Regions from separate parts of the Sus scrofa genome. Here all the other regions are linked to region 4. Evidence: chromatin contacts called from public Hi-C and HiChIP or PLAC-seq data. All regions are on one chromosome and are shown on one strand. Each heading gives the region's core, a stretch centred on a gene start, on an enhancer-like site or on the middle of the called end of the contact. The rest is flanking DNA. Distances are from core to core; before and after follow the strand shown.

What was found. Hi-C and Micro-C count contacts between places; a contact is called where the count stands out from the background. HiChIP or PLAC-seq counts read pairs in DNA pulled down with a chosen protein or histone mark.
Region 1: a Hi-C map of mesenteric adipose tissue shows a contact between it and region 4, with 2.3 times the contacts expected there. The contact joins the promoter of TMEM208 here to the promoter of CBFB in region 4. A contact is called at or near these places in 1 of 47 Hi-C or Micro-C datasets (mesenteric adipose tissue) and 1 of 2 datasets of contacts at active chromatin or transcription factors (alveolar macrophages).
Region 2: an H3K27ac HiChIP or PLAC-seq map of skeletal muscle shows a contact between it and region 4. The contact joins the promoter of FHOD1 here to the promoter of CBFB in region 4. A contact is called at or near these places in 2 of 5 promoter capture datasets (fetal liver and liver), 5 of 47 Hi-C or Micro-C datasets (embryonic fibroblasts, heart right ventricle, liver and 2 more) and 2 of 2 datasets of contacts at active chromatin or transcription factors (alveolar macrophages and skeletal muscle).
Region 3: an H3K27ac HiChIP or PLAC-seq map of alveolar macrophages shows a contact between it and region 4. The contact joins the promoter of EXOC3L1 here to the promoter of CBFB in region 4. A contact is called at or near these places in 1 of 5 promoter capture datasets (liver), 1 of 47 Hi-C or Micro-C datasets (embryonic fibroblasts) and 2 of 2 datasets of contacts at active chromatin or transcription factors (alveolar macrophages and skeletal muscle).

The regions. Positions count from the first base shown.
Region 1 is chr6:27,862,769-27,866,210 of Sscrofa11.1, reverse strand. TMEM208 (transmembrane protein 208) reads right to left here and starts at 1,874. Exons shown (of 5, transcript XM_005664411.3): 1 at 1,736-1,874; 2 at 1,019-1,114. The coding sequence starts at 1,741. LRRC29 (leucine-rich repeat-containing protein 29) reads left to right here and starts at 1,740. Exons shown (of 7, transcript XM_013998260.2): 1 at 1,740-1,986. The coding sequence starts at 1,740.
Region 2 is chr6:27,881,097-27,884,456 of Sscrofa11.1, reverse strand. It overlaps FHOD1 (FH1/FH2 domain-containing protein 1), which reads left to right and starts at 1,380. Exons shown (of 24, transcript XM_021094071.1): 1 at 1,380-1,660. The coding sequence starts at 1,460. It overlaps SLC9A5 (sodium/hydrogen exchanger 5), which reads right to left and starts at 1,294. Exons shown (of 15, transcript XR_002344560.1): 1 at 1-1,294.
Region 3 is chr6:27,830,693-27,833,947 of Sscrofa11.1, reverse strand. It overlaps EXOC3L1 (exocyst complex component 3-like protein), which reads left to right and starts at 1,395. Exons shown (of 14, transcript XM_003126935.4): 1 at 1,395-1,493; 2 at 1,794-1,979; 3 at 2,155-2,358; 4 at 2,444-2,663; 5 at 3,207-3,255. The coding sequence starts at 2,564.
Region 4 is chr6:27,683,040-27,686,517 of Sscrofa11.1, reverse strand. CBFB (core-binding factor subunit beta) reads right to left here and starts at 2,198. Exons shown (of 6, transcript XM_021094056.1): 1 at 1,807-2,198; 2 at 1,513-1,599. The coding sequence starts at 1,884.

The sequences.
Region 1 (3,442 bases), core at 625-3,124, 180 kb before region 4:
TCACAGCGTTGAGGGGAGAGGTCAGCTCCCCGAGTACCCAGACTCCCCTCTGACCCATCGGCCTATAAAAGAAGGCCCTGTGTACTTAGGAGGGGAAGAGTCTCCATCTGAGACCCACACCCTCGTTTTTTTTTGTTCTGACTATTCAGCTCTTTTTTCTTTTCTTTTTATGGCTACACCTGAGGCATATGGAAGTTTCTGGGCTAGAGGTCAAGTCAGAGTTGCAGCTGCCATCCTACGCCACAGCCACAGCAACCTCAGGTGAGAGCTGCATCTGTGACATACACCACAGCTTGCGGCAATGCCAGATCCTTAACCCACTGAGTGAGGCCAGGGATCAAACCCTCATCCTGACGGACACTACATCAGGTTCTTAACCCGTTGAGCCAGAATGGGAACTCCAATGTTTATTCCTTATTTTTCTTTTGCCTGTACCCATGCCACAGCTGTAACGAGAGCAAGAGCAGTGACAACGCCAGATCCTTAACTCACTGAGCCAACAGGGAACTCTTTTTTTTGGCCACACCTGAGGTGTGTGGAAGTTCCCAGGCAAGGGACTGAACCCACACCACAGCAATGACCCAAGCTGCTGCAGTGACAATGCCAAATCCTTAACCCAAGGCACCAAAAGAGAACTCCCCAATTTTTTTATCTGAGCCGCACCTGGGGCATACAGAAGTTCCCAGGCAAGGGGTTGAATCAGAGCTGTAGCTGCTGGCCTGCACCACCACCACAGCCATGTGGGATCTGAGCCACATCTGCAACCTATACGACAGCTCACAGCAGTGCCAGATCCTTAAACCACTGAGTGAGGCCAGGGATAGAACCTGCATCTTTCATGGATCTTAGTTGGGTTCATTAACCGCTAAGCCACAAAAAGAACTCCCTCATTTAATTTCAATTGGAGTTTTCTTTTCAGGCTTTGGCTGTCACATACCACCACCACTCCACCCCACCAAACAGAGCTGAAGACTGCGGGACCCTGGGTGGGCACATTAGCAAGGAAGCAAGCACTTACGTTGGCCCCCAGTATGATCCGCAGATAGAACTTCAGGGTCTCTTTGTTCTCCTCAAATATCTGCTTCTTCCCTCTCGTGCCCACTTTGCCCTTAGGCTGCAGAGAGATGGTGAGATGCTGTCAGAACCCTCGTCAGCCAGGGTCTTCTCTACTTTCCCACCATTCTGGTTAGCTACAGAGTTCCATCTGTACCTCATCTGACATCCCCATGGTGCTCAAATCTATTACAATCCTTGGAATGTCCACCTCTCCAAACTGTCCTGCTTAGAGCTGACACCATCTTCCCTGCACACGCAGCAATGACTACCTCCTGCTCCGGATGGGAACAATCCAATACTAGGACAGTATCTCCTGGATCCTCTGATAACTCAGTTGTGAGCGGACAAACCCTTTAGAAGGGACTCCTCTGAGTGGGCTTGAATGGTGCCCCTCTTGGGCCTCTGCAGGAGTAGACCAGATCTGAGCTGACGCGGCGTAGGCCTCTCAAACCTCTAGCTAGTCCTGATACTGTCTGGTACGGAAGCCTAGCCCACTCGGGCAAGACTTCTGGTAAGGTCCTTCGCCTCTCCACTGCCCACCTCGATCTGGTACGGCCCAGCCACTGGATGGCGCCCCTCTCTGGCCGACCCACGTCCCTTGCGGTCCTCCTTCTGTTTTCAGTCTCTTGGCCCCGGGACCGCTTTGCCATGACGACTCCGCCCCACCCGCCCTCCTTACCGCCATGGTGCGACGCAAATACCCAGGCTGGGAAAGAAGGGAGAACGACAGAAACCGCAGTCACTGGATAACACATCGGCAGCAAGGCACTTCCGGTGCAGACCCAAATCGTCAGCAACTGGGACGGAAATGGGACGTCCACTTCCTTCCCAAGCTCCGCCCAGCAGAGTCGGCCGGACTACACTTCCCAGAAAGCATTGCGCGGGGGCGGAGGCGGCAGGGATGCGATGGCGGAGTCGCTGCCCCTGGAGGTGAGAGGAGGCCGCCCTCTGGCCTAGCTCGGGACAGACCCCGCCCTCGGGGTCCCAGGCTGTGGGGAGGGCTGTCAGATAGCTCGCCTGGCCCCGCCCGTCTGGCGGAAACGACCCGATCGGGAGCTCCTAGGACCAGCAGGCTATGGGTAATGGCCCCGCCTTTGGGCCACTCCGTCCGCTTACCTTGAGGGACCATCCTCTCCGTCCCCATCGGCCCCAGGAGATTGTTGCTCTTTCACCTCAACGAGGACAGGGCCTCTGCCTACCCCCCATCTCTTGCGATGGCCGCCCCTCCCCCTCAATTCTGGAAGATATCGGCTCCATCCCATCATCCCCAAGGGTAACCCTATCTTGTCCCCATTGGCCCTTGGAATGGTCTCTCCATTCCCTCCTCCCAGAGAGACGCCGCCCCCGCCCCCGCCCCCCTCACCTGGCGGTGGGCAACTGACTGCCCCTTCCCATCAACTTCAGGCATGGTCTCTGAGTTCCTTCCCTGGGGAGAGGCCTGCCCCCGGACTCCTTCTGCCCATAGTGATGGCCATCCGTACCCCCTTCACCCCATAGGATGTTTTCTCTTTCCTTAGCCGGGAGCAAGACCACTCTGCTGCCATTGTCCGTAGAGAGGTAACAGATTTTGTCCCCAGTGGTCTCTTTCGGTGGCCTCTCCATCCTTTTTGCTCTGAGACTTGGCAGCCCCCTCCCACAGCCCAAGGGAGACATGCCACCCTTTCCCCACTGGTCCTTAGAATGGTGCTCCTTCCCCTTAGCAAAAACAAGACAGCTCCAACCCCAGTGAGCCCCCTGCCATGGGATCCTTTCCTCCTTCTGCCCCAGAGGATATCTATTCCATCCCCAAAGATCTCAGAGATGACCAGTCATATCTCTAGTAGTTCCTTGGGATGGGGTTCATAGCATGACCACTCCTCCCTATCGTTGCCTCTTTTGGTCCCTCTGGAAAGGCCTCCTCCCTTCTCAGCTCAAAGAATCATGCTTCCTCCCCTCAGTGAGGCCAGCTTTATTGCCTTCCCTTTGCTCCTTGGGTTGGTTGCTGAGCCCCAGAAGGCAGGATGGCCACTATCTTACCTCAACTGAGACAGGTTTTCCTACCTTCCCCTGGGAACAGGGGTTTGATCAGTCCCAGTCCCCATCAGTGATCTCTTCCCCAGGCTCAGCTTCCCTGGCCCAGAGGCTGTTCTCCCAGTAATGATCTGCTTTATATTCCCACCCCTTCCTTGAGCAAACCTTTGGTGAATATCAAGGTAAAAGACCATCCATCCTTACTTCATTCAATCCGTAAGTGTTGGCTGAGTACCTTCTGTGTACTGGGGATCAGAAAAGGGAAGAAGAGATCAGAATGCGCTGGTGAGGTCAGGCTTAAGGAAGAACATTCCAGGGAAAAGATCCACATAGGCAAAAGGAAATAAGGAAGTAGACAGGCTGTGTTTGTAGGTTA
Region 2 (3,360 bases), core at 131-2,630, 200 kb before region 4:
TCTGTCTCGGCTCTGGAAATTCCCCGGCGCAGCCTTCCCCTAAGTCCTGCAACCTATTCCATCGAGTCCGCTCCCCCAAACCTTCTCTAAACCTCCCCCGACCCGGATTCAGAGCCGTGAGCGGCCACAGTCCTCTAGGGACACCGTTGCGTAGAACTGGCCGGAGGCGAGGGTGACGGGGTCTGCCAGGGACCGGGGTCCAGGCGGGAGGAATGCGGCACTGCCACTGGAGTGCCCGCCGGCTGTAAGCAGCCGACCCTGGGTAATGAGGCCGCGGGCCCCGGCATGCCCCGTGCAGACTGCAGGGGGCAGTGCGCCACCGACTTCCGCGCAGCCCTCAGAAGCTTGAGACCCTTCGCGCCCCCGCCCGCACCAGAGCTGCGCACGCGCACTGGGCTCTAATAGAAAGCCGAGAGGGACAACTGTCCCCGCCGTCCCCAGAAACCCCAAGGCCCAGATTGGGCCCATCCCATTCCAAGCTAAGAAAGAGGTTGTTTCTCTTCATTTACCAAACCGAGGGGCACTCGGCCTCCCTTTCCTTTAGAATACAGTGAACTCGTCTCACTTTTTCCATGAGACTCAATGAAGCAAACGTTATCTTTTAGGGGATCTTCCCTAAACTGTGGAAACCGCACCCTATCGATTCCCTTCAAACTAAGAGGGACCTACCCACCTTTTCCCCCAAATCTGAAGGGCCTTTCAGCTTATCTCTCCCCAAATAGAAAAGGGCCGATTCCACTTTTCTTTGCAGCTGAAGGGCAACCCACCCAGTTCTTCCCTCAAATTGAGTGTAATAAGTTCACCTCCCCGCAGAACTTGTCATCCCATCCTTTTCCCAGAGTGAGGGGCACGTCCTTCTTCTTCCTCCAATTAAAGGTAAATGATCCCACCTTTTCCTTCGAATTGAGTGTAATCTATTTTCACTCCTTGCTCCAAGCTGAAAGAGACCCATTCCCTTGCTTTCCCCAAATAAGGGGAGCCCATCCACTTCATCCATCCCTCAATTGAAGGAATCAGGAGCATCTCGTCCTTACACCGAGAGGAACCTGGCTACCCATGGTCTTAAGAAACTTCCAACCCACCTTGCCCTAAGAAACCCCAAGAGAGCGCAGTTTCACGGCCCCCAAGCCCAAAGAGCTTCCCAGATTCTGCGCGCTCTCGAAAGGGGTGTGCGCGAGCTCGAATTTTCCTGCCGGACTAGCCAATGAACCAACAGGACTATCATGCCCTCTGAATTTCTTGGCTGCAAGCTCCGCCACCAGCGGTGCTTGCTTCCACCTCGCGCGCTGGGAGACTACTATTGGCCCCACCCCCTTCTTCGGGCCCGCCTCCGTATGGCTCCGCCCCTCTCCCCCAGCGTCGGGTCTGGCCCCGCCCAGACAGCAGAACTAGTTGAGTAGACGCCGCGGCTGGGCCGGGACCCGCCCAGAGGTGCGCGGCTCGAGCCAGGGTCTGAGCCATGGCCGGCGAGGAGGACCGCGGGGACGGGGAGCCGGTATCAGTGGTGACCGTGCGGGTACAGTACCTAGAAGACACCGACCCTTTCGCATGTGCCAATTTCCCGGAGCCGCGCCGGGCCCCCACCTGCAGCCTGGACGGGGCGCTGCCCCTGGGCGCGCAGATACCCGCGCTGCACCGCCTGCTGGGGGCGCCGCTCAAGGTGAGGGGAGCGGGAGAAAAGCTGGGGGCCACCAAGGGTTCAGGGTTGGCGCCGTGAAAGCCTTTGGGTGCTCTACCAGGAAAGTTTTGGGTTAGGTACCCAAGGTCTACGTTGCCTGGCTTGGGGGGCCGCTTCTCAAATTGAAGGAAGCTGAAGAAGGGAGGTGGTTGTGCGCGCCACGCAAGCTGTCCCTTGAAAATGAGGCCCACCTGGGGGAGGCGCTCGGGTTTCGCTCGCTGCCTTTTTGCCTGATTAACTGCTCTGGATAGGGTGGCGGTAGGTGTTTGGGTGGTAGCGGACCTAGGAGGCGGAGCTGAGGACCGGCTAGCTTTCATCTGCTTCAGGTGAGGTGGAAGCGGGACCACGAGGAGGGGCGGACCGGGGGCGGGCCACTGGAGGTGTCTAGAGGCTGGATTGGGTCCTGCTGGGCTGAGTGTTGTCCCTGCAGGTGGAAGTTCGGCTTGGGAGTGCGGCGGCGAAGAGACTTCACGGGGTGAGGGGGAGTCCCCGGGAAGCAGCCTGACCCGGGACACTGGCGGGAGGCTGCACTGGTGGAAAAGTCCTTTGAGTCACCGCCCCCACCATCCCGTGCAGCTGCCGGCAGCCGCCGGGGGCTGGAAGGGAGGGAGCAGGCCGGGCTAATTTTAAACTGCCGGCCTGCTCTAGTTTGCCTGCGCCCCAGAGCCGACTCGTGCACAGTGCCGGGAAAGGCCCATTTCCAGATGGCCGGCCCTACCTCCCCTTCTGCTAGCCGCGCAGCCCCCCGCAGGCGGCCTTTTCCGGTGCACTTGGTTTCCGGGCCAGAACTCTGCTAGGCGCACTACTACTCCTCGCAGTGTCCCACCAGCCATTCCGCACCAAATGATGAGGAAGAGAGGAGAGAGTTGATGGGGGTGCCCTCCGCTGCTCCCAGGCTTAGCTGGACGCCGAGTTGCGTAAACTTGCCCCCCGGGCCCAGGGTCTCCCCTGGAATGTGCCCCAGGCGCCGGGCCCCCAGCTTGCATTCCTAGCGCTGCGGGGCAGCCCCGCCTCCAAGCGCAGGCGGGAGAGGTGCTGAGACTATTGGCCTGGGGAGTGGCGCGTGTCTGAGCAGAGCCAGGGCTTTGAAGACAAGGACTGAAGAGTGTAGCATGTTGCCCTCTCCAGAGTTTTGATGCCACTCCTCCTTGTCTTGCCCTGTTCAAAGGAGCAAACTGAAATGGGCCTGAAAGAAGCACCTCCAGCCAGAGGCCACCTCCCTTTCAAGATGGGCGCAGGGGAGAGAAGGGTACTGAACTGAGGCCAGGTTCTTGTTTCCAGGCTCCCAGAACTCCTAGTACTGAAATAAGCCTGGAGCACAACAGAGAACAGAGTATTCCTCCCACTCCAACTCTAGGACAGGACTTAGCCATAACACCCCTTTTCCCAATTAGGGGCAAGTTTGGGAGGTCAGCTATAGGAGAGAGGCTCAGAATTACCCTCACCCCTCCCCCTCATTTAGGAGCACACCACCACCACCCCCTCACCAGGTGCTCTGCCTTCTGTTCTCTGCTCCCTTGCTGAAAGCAAGGATAATGTGTTACATACTCCCTAGCTTGGTCCTTCCTGGTCTCCCCACTTTCAGGATCTCCCACCTGTGTACCTGAGAACTGCCAAATCCCGCACAGGCAGAATTTGGAGGCTAGCACACTGAGTTACCACTGTGCCTAGAGCCAAGACTC
Region 3 (3,255 bases), core at 146-2,645, 150 kb before region 4:
CCTATTCCTGTGCTTCACGTCCTGCCAAAGAGCAAACACTAAATACATCTAACTTGTCCACTTGTCTCCATCACCACTCTTTCCCTGAACCCAGCCTCAACTTTCTCTCATCTCCACATTGCAGTGCTTGGATGCCATGGAATTATAACCATTTTTCAACGAAGGCAAACATGTTTACCTATGTGTAAATATACGTAAAGTATTTAGTTCCTGGCATGTGGACAAATTATGTTTGCTAGTATCAATTTGTTTTTGTTTTTGTTTTTCAGCTGTGCCTGTGGCATATGGAAGTTCTCAGGACTAGGGGTTGAATCTGAGCCACAGCTGCCAGCCTACACCACAGCCACAGCAATACCAGATCCTTAACCCACTGAGCAAGGCCAGGGATTGAACCTGCATCCTTGCGGACACTATGTCAAGTTCTTAACCCACTGAGCCACAAGGGGAACTCCTCAATTTGTTATTTATTGATTTGGCCACGCCCATGCCATGCAGAAGTTCTAGGGCCAGGGCTCTAACCCATGCACAGCAGTGACAACCACAACAGTGACAGGGCCAGATCTTTAACCCACTGAGCTGCTAGGGAATTCCTCACTGTGTTATTTTTAACACTGTCATTGTTTATTTTAGGTCAAGTACTTCTGGAAATAGCCTTTGAGAAAGGGATCTGCCTGCAGGAAGTTTGAGTATCCACACCTGTAATGGAGAAAGACAGGCAGAATCGGGCTGAGAGGAGAATTAAAGTGCAATATAGCTAGAATAGGAGACTCGGCCTATCCTAATAGGAGATCTGAAACTGGGGTGAGCTTTCTAAAGCGTTCCAAGGCAAAGTACTCAGCCTTTATACCCTAACACTGATGGAGAGACTCAGCTGTGAGACCTCCGCAGCCTACCTTCCTGACAACTAGGTGAACAAGTCTCTGTCCTGAAGGGTGGATTTGGGTGGCAGCCAGTGTCCACTACATTGTTACTACCTAGTAGTCCCTTCCACGGCTCCCTTTAACTCTCAAGACAAACACAGGTTTTCTAACTCTTCCACCCCTCTCCGCTACCACCCCTCACACACCTTCCTCACGACAGCCTGTGGTCTCTTGCTTCTCTGCAGAGGTACACACCTGCCTCTGAAGGGCCCATCGAAGCGATTTTCACACAGTGACGTCGTTCAACTTTGCAAAGCTTGCGCTCCATGCAAGCTGGGGCCATCTAGTTCACGTCTGTGTGCTGAGCACTAAGAGGTCTTAGGCTGCTCAAAACTCAGTAATCACAGGCGTACACCCCCCTCCCCCCAAGGAAGTGGCGCCCAGCCCTCCCCACCCCGTCCCACAATGCAGATGCTCTTTCCTGTTGGGAATAAAGTACCAGAGACTCAGCTTCCTTCCTTTCTGCATGTGGCCTTGGGGAGGGCGGGACCTTGGAGGGTGGAGGCAGCTCCTGGGCAGGGAGGTGGGACAGAGGCTTCCTTGGGGAGAGGAATTTTCCTGCTGCTTGCCAAGGTGTGGGCCTCGGGAGCCAGTGGAGGGAGTACCCAGTTCTGCCCAGAGGGCTGGGGGAGAGGGCCAGCCTCAAGGCTAAGGCTATTTGTGGGGGAGGGAGAACTGGACGCCTGGTCAAGGCTAGAGAGTCCCGTATCAAACTGTCCTCTGCAACTGAGAGTGCGAGCGGAGCGGTGTCCAGTGACGGCCTGTGCCTACCCGGCTTCACTTGGCATCTGAGGGGCAAAACTGAGAAACCCAGCAGGCGAAGGCGTCTCAGGTGCCTCCTCATCACATCCACCTCCCTCGCATCTCCTGAAGCGCTTCCTTAGGAAGGCCTCCTCCTGCTCAGAGGGACCTTGACAGAGGCTGCAGCTCAGAGGAGCACCCACTCTGCCTGTGCTAACCTGGACCACCTCACCCCCACTCCTGCCTCTGCTCCAGCTTCTCCAGGGCCAGCCATGGACTCAGCAGCCAACAACAAAATGCAGCCTGCATTTCCCCCGGGTAGGAGCCCTTCTGGGTGGGCTGAGGGAGGGATGGCCTCAAGAAAGATGGGGGTGGTGGGGTTGAGTCTTCCCTGCCAGGTCTGGTCGGAGAGCAGGGGAGAGGTGGGGGGGGATGGGCTCTGGGGGAACAGGCTGAGTAGGGGAGCAGATTCGGTGGCAGCCGCTTCCTGTAGGCCCTGCCCAAAAGATGCGGCTGCCCAGGCTCTTCCTGCCTAGGACCTGAGTGGCCGGAGCAGGAGAGGGCGGAGCAGCTGGCCCGGGGTGCAGCACTCAAGTGGGCCTCAGGTGTCTTCTACCGGCCGGAACAGCTGGCCAGGCTGGGCCAGTACCGCAGCCGCGAGGTGCAGCGGACCTGTTCTCTGGAAGCACGCATCAAGGTGGGCCTCAGGCAGGCAGGAGGCAGGAGTGCTGGGGGCGGGCTGTGGGACTGGCCAGGCCTCACTGGTGGCCTCTCTCCCCCAGTCGGTGGTGCAGTCCTACCTGGAGGGTGTGAAGACTGGTGTGTGGCAGCTGGCCCGGGCTCTTGAAGCCGTGCAGGGAGCCCGTGAGGCCTTGGGCCAGGCCCGTGGATTGCTCCGGGATATGGCCGAGGCTGCAAAGACCCTAGAACCCCTTCAGAGGCAGGTTGTCCAGCACAAGCAACTGCAGGCCATGTCTCAGCTGCTGCCCCGGCTGCGAGCTGGTGAGTGTGCAAGGCCCTGGGCCTCAGCCCTCCAAGAGCTAGTCAACAAACACCACCACTGATCAAGGGGCTGGGGCAGCGGTGGGAGACCGCGTGGAGGGACACACCGGGGACCTCCCAGACAGTAGCTCGGGCTTTAAATGGCATATGAAGCAGGGTGCACATTAGCTCATGCTGGGGTGCCCAAGCATGGAAAGTCGGAGTCAGGACTGACACCCAGTCAAGTGGCTCTAGCCACCTTGGCTGTTAATTTATTGAAATATTTCTTAAACAGGGTAGATGAATAGCCACTGGCATGGCCCCTGAGTTCCTCCCAGCCTTCCCTCCAGGCCCCCCGACTTCCTTATGTTCCATCAGCTCAAGGGTTTAAGCCTGGCTCACCATGCAGCCCTTCCTGGGTCCTGTGAGATTGGCCATGCTCTACTGTGCTGATTATTGAATATTTTACACATCACCCTGCCCCCAGGAGCTTTGCATCCACTGCTGTAACCACTGCCCAGGTGGGAAGGCTGAGACCCAGGGCTGTCTCTTCTCCCTGCTTAGTGCCGGCTGCAGTGGCCCACACACAGACCCTGATTGATGCCCAGCGGCT
Region 4 (3,478 bases), core at 949-3,448:
TTAGCTATGTTTCATTAGGTTTTCCCCAAAACCTCAGCTCTAAAACTGTGAAAGCATTTTGTAACTCATCTTTCATACTTACATCAATTACCTCCAAGAGAAGCATTGGTTAGGTATACATACCATCCACCTTTTCCAAAAGGAAAGCCAGAAAAGGATGATATAATCAATGAATGAATGGTTATTCTACCACTCAGTGCCAAAACCAAAAAGTATGTGTCCTATATATTTGAGTCATGTAACTATTACAACTACTCAAGAAAGTGGGTGAAAAGCTAGAGATTCCCTTTTATAACAGGAAATAACGACCAAACATTCTAGAGCTCCTAATAAATCTGACCAATATCTTCTCATTATCTGTAACACAACTCTAAAAAGCCTTCATTTTAAATATCAAAATACTCTTAAAAATAAATTTGATTTCAGTGATGGAAAGATAAAATTTTATAATGTAAATTACATCCCAATAAAAACAGATTCTATACTGTACAAGGGGTGGTAAAAGTAAACGTTCCAGTAAGTCTTCCTATTGTTAACCTAAATTCAAACCGTGCCCATACTTCAAGTGTCCAGAGATGTGATGGCCCAGGTCATGGAGACCATTAGATTCCATTATACAGTGCTTCAATTTTTTTGTTTAAATAATAATCAACCTCTTCTCTTTTTTCTATCCACTTTTTGGATCATTTCCTCCTCATTAGTACCTCCAATAGGGAAAATCAGAAGATGGGAGAAACTAGAACACCTGAATTTTTTTTCCACGTTAGGTTTGGTAGCCATGAAGTACGAAATCTACCACCTAAAATACGGCCTCAGATCAACTGTGAGTTTTGCAAAGCTATGCAATTATTTAGGAATTGCAGGCCTAAACGGGAGTTTTTTTAGCTTTGGAAAAAACCCAATGGTTTCTTTCCGGGTCTCCTGAGGCTTAACATTCGAGGAAGAGAATGACACGTTCTTGAGGACTTTTTTTCCCTCTATTAGGACAACAGATAATTGGATTTACTCTCATTTACTCTCAGCTATCCTGAAAGTGGGACAGCTCCACATACAGATTTACTAAAAATCTAGCGTCTTAGAGACAAACTAACGCCCAAGAACTAGAACCTTGAACGAAGCCCAATTCTTTTTCCGTACGGCTGTTTTCTTCCTACTAATAACACCCTGACCCTTTAAGCAGTGACACAGCCCTTACAGCGGCCTTGCCCTGTTTAGTTGGGCTCCGGTTCGAGTTCCACTCACCGCACGGTGTGTGCGGAGCCGTGTCTGGGAAACAGATTCCGCCCACCGAGGGCCACAGGGAAGCGTCTCCCCGCGAGGACGCGGCCCGCCAGTGTCTGGTTTCGCATTTTGAATCCCGAGTAGGAAGTGAGACGGCGCCCGCTCAGTTCCGGGAGCCGCGGCGTCCGCGGCGCCGCGCGGAACCCGCCTGGGCCCCGGCGGCCCCCGCGCAACAAGTGCCCTGAGCGCGCCTCGCGCCCCGCTCCCCGCGCCCCTGCCCAGCGGACTTACGATTTCCGAGCGGCCGTCGCGGCAGGCGTTCTGGAAGCGCGCCTGGCGCTCCTCGTGGGGCCGGTCCCTGAAGCCCGTGTACTTAATCTGCAAGGCAGAGACGGCCCGAAATCAGGAGCCAAATCCGCGACGCCGCCCGCCCCGCGCGGCGCCGATAAGGGCAAGCAGAGTCTGCGGGCAGACGGCTGCCCGGGCGAGATTGCTCCTCCGCGGGCCGCGCAGCCCAAACTTTTCTCCGCCCGGGCCCACTCGGGGCGCGCCGCGGCCTCCCCGCCGCCCGCCCGCCTGCCTCACCTCACATTCGCGGCTCAGCTTCCTGAAGAACTCCTCGTTCTCGAACTTGCTTCTCTGGTCAGGCACGACACGCGGCATCTTCCCGCCCTGAGGCCGTGCCGGCCGGCCGGGCTCCGGGCTTGCGCGGGCACCCGCTGGCCGGCTACGCGCTGACCGACTGACCGCCCACCCGCGGCGCCCTGACTCTCGCTTCCCTTTGTTTCAGGCGCCCGCCCGCGTGGGCTCCCGCTCCCGGGAGTCTGAGGTGCCGCTGCCCGCTCGAGCCCAACCCACGCCGCTGCACCGCTGCCGCCGCCTCAGCCGTTGCCTACCGCCCGCGCGGTCCCAGCACTCGCCGCCCCCGGCCGCCGCCGCCGCCGCCGCAGCCACTTCCTCTCGCCGCCCACCTCGCTAGCCCTCCCGCTCCGCCCCCGCCGGCCCCACCCCTCCTCCTCGCGCGCCCGCCCGCCCCAAACTCCGGCAAACAAAACGCACCATTCACAACTCCGCGATCCGCGCCGCGCATGCGCCGCCCTCCGGCTGGCGGCGCCCAAGGGCGGCAGTGAAACCGAGCTCCTCCTGCCGCGCGGCCCTCGCCCTCAGGCCCGCCCGCGGGCCACTTTGTGTGGAATCACCCTGTGGGGGTCTGCTCGGTTCTAGGAGACAGGAAGCGGCCTGCGCGAGTCCTTTCTTTCCACTGTCTGGAACTTTTGGGCTCCCCGGCAGCGCGGAGTAGCCCCAGACTGTCACGTGAAGGCGAGGAAACTTAAGTCCTTGCAGACTTTGCGTCTGAAAACCGACCTGGATGGGTGTGGGCTGTGCACATCAAAGGCTAAAGGTGGAAGAGACGAAAGAATCCGAATGAATCCACATCATGGTGGAAAGGTCAGAGCTGTTGAGTCAGAAGGGACTCAAAAGGGATCTCGCTCACCTTCACTGCCTGCGGGCTGGGGCCCTTCCACAGGCACTGGGGCTAAGCCTCAGTGTGCTTGTTTCCAAAACGCAGACACTCACAAGCTCACAGTGTTAGAGTGATAACCTTTGTATAGTTCTAGCACATGATGTGCACTCAATAAATTTACATTTCTAAAGAACAAGCTGAATTATACAATCCAGTGCCAGTCCATATATTTACACAAATGTGCAATCAAATCCTAAAAAACAAGATCCACAAGTTCCAGGGAAGTCATTGAGCGCAAGCTGGAGAGAGTGTGACATGGGATTCATGGCAGAGCTTGACTCGAAGTTGGTCCCCAATAGATTCTATCCTTAAAATCCCAGCTTGTCAAAAACTCAGTCCAAGGATGGTAAACTGGTAAACTGGTGCCGACTATGAATGACAGTAGCTGGCCTTGTTGCAAAGGATTGTAAGGATATATTCAAACTCACAAGAATTAGTGCCAAGGGCATTTGGCAATGTCTGCCAGAATGCAGGGTTTGGCAGAATTTCCCACCACTGTCTGGTCCAATCTCATTTTCATCGATATGGAACTGAGCTAGGTTGATGGAATATCCCGGTTTTAGCAATAAAAGTCCCGTGTCCCAGGAAACCACTCAGTCGCTGGCAAACTGGATTGGTTGGTCACTGTAACTGAAGTCCAGTTAGTGATTGATTACCCAAGGTTAGGGAGGGAGTTTTCAGCAAAGTCAAATGTGTAGGCTGGTGGTTTTAACAAACGTACTCTTTCTGAAA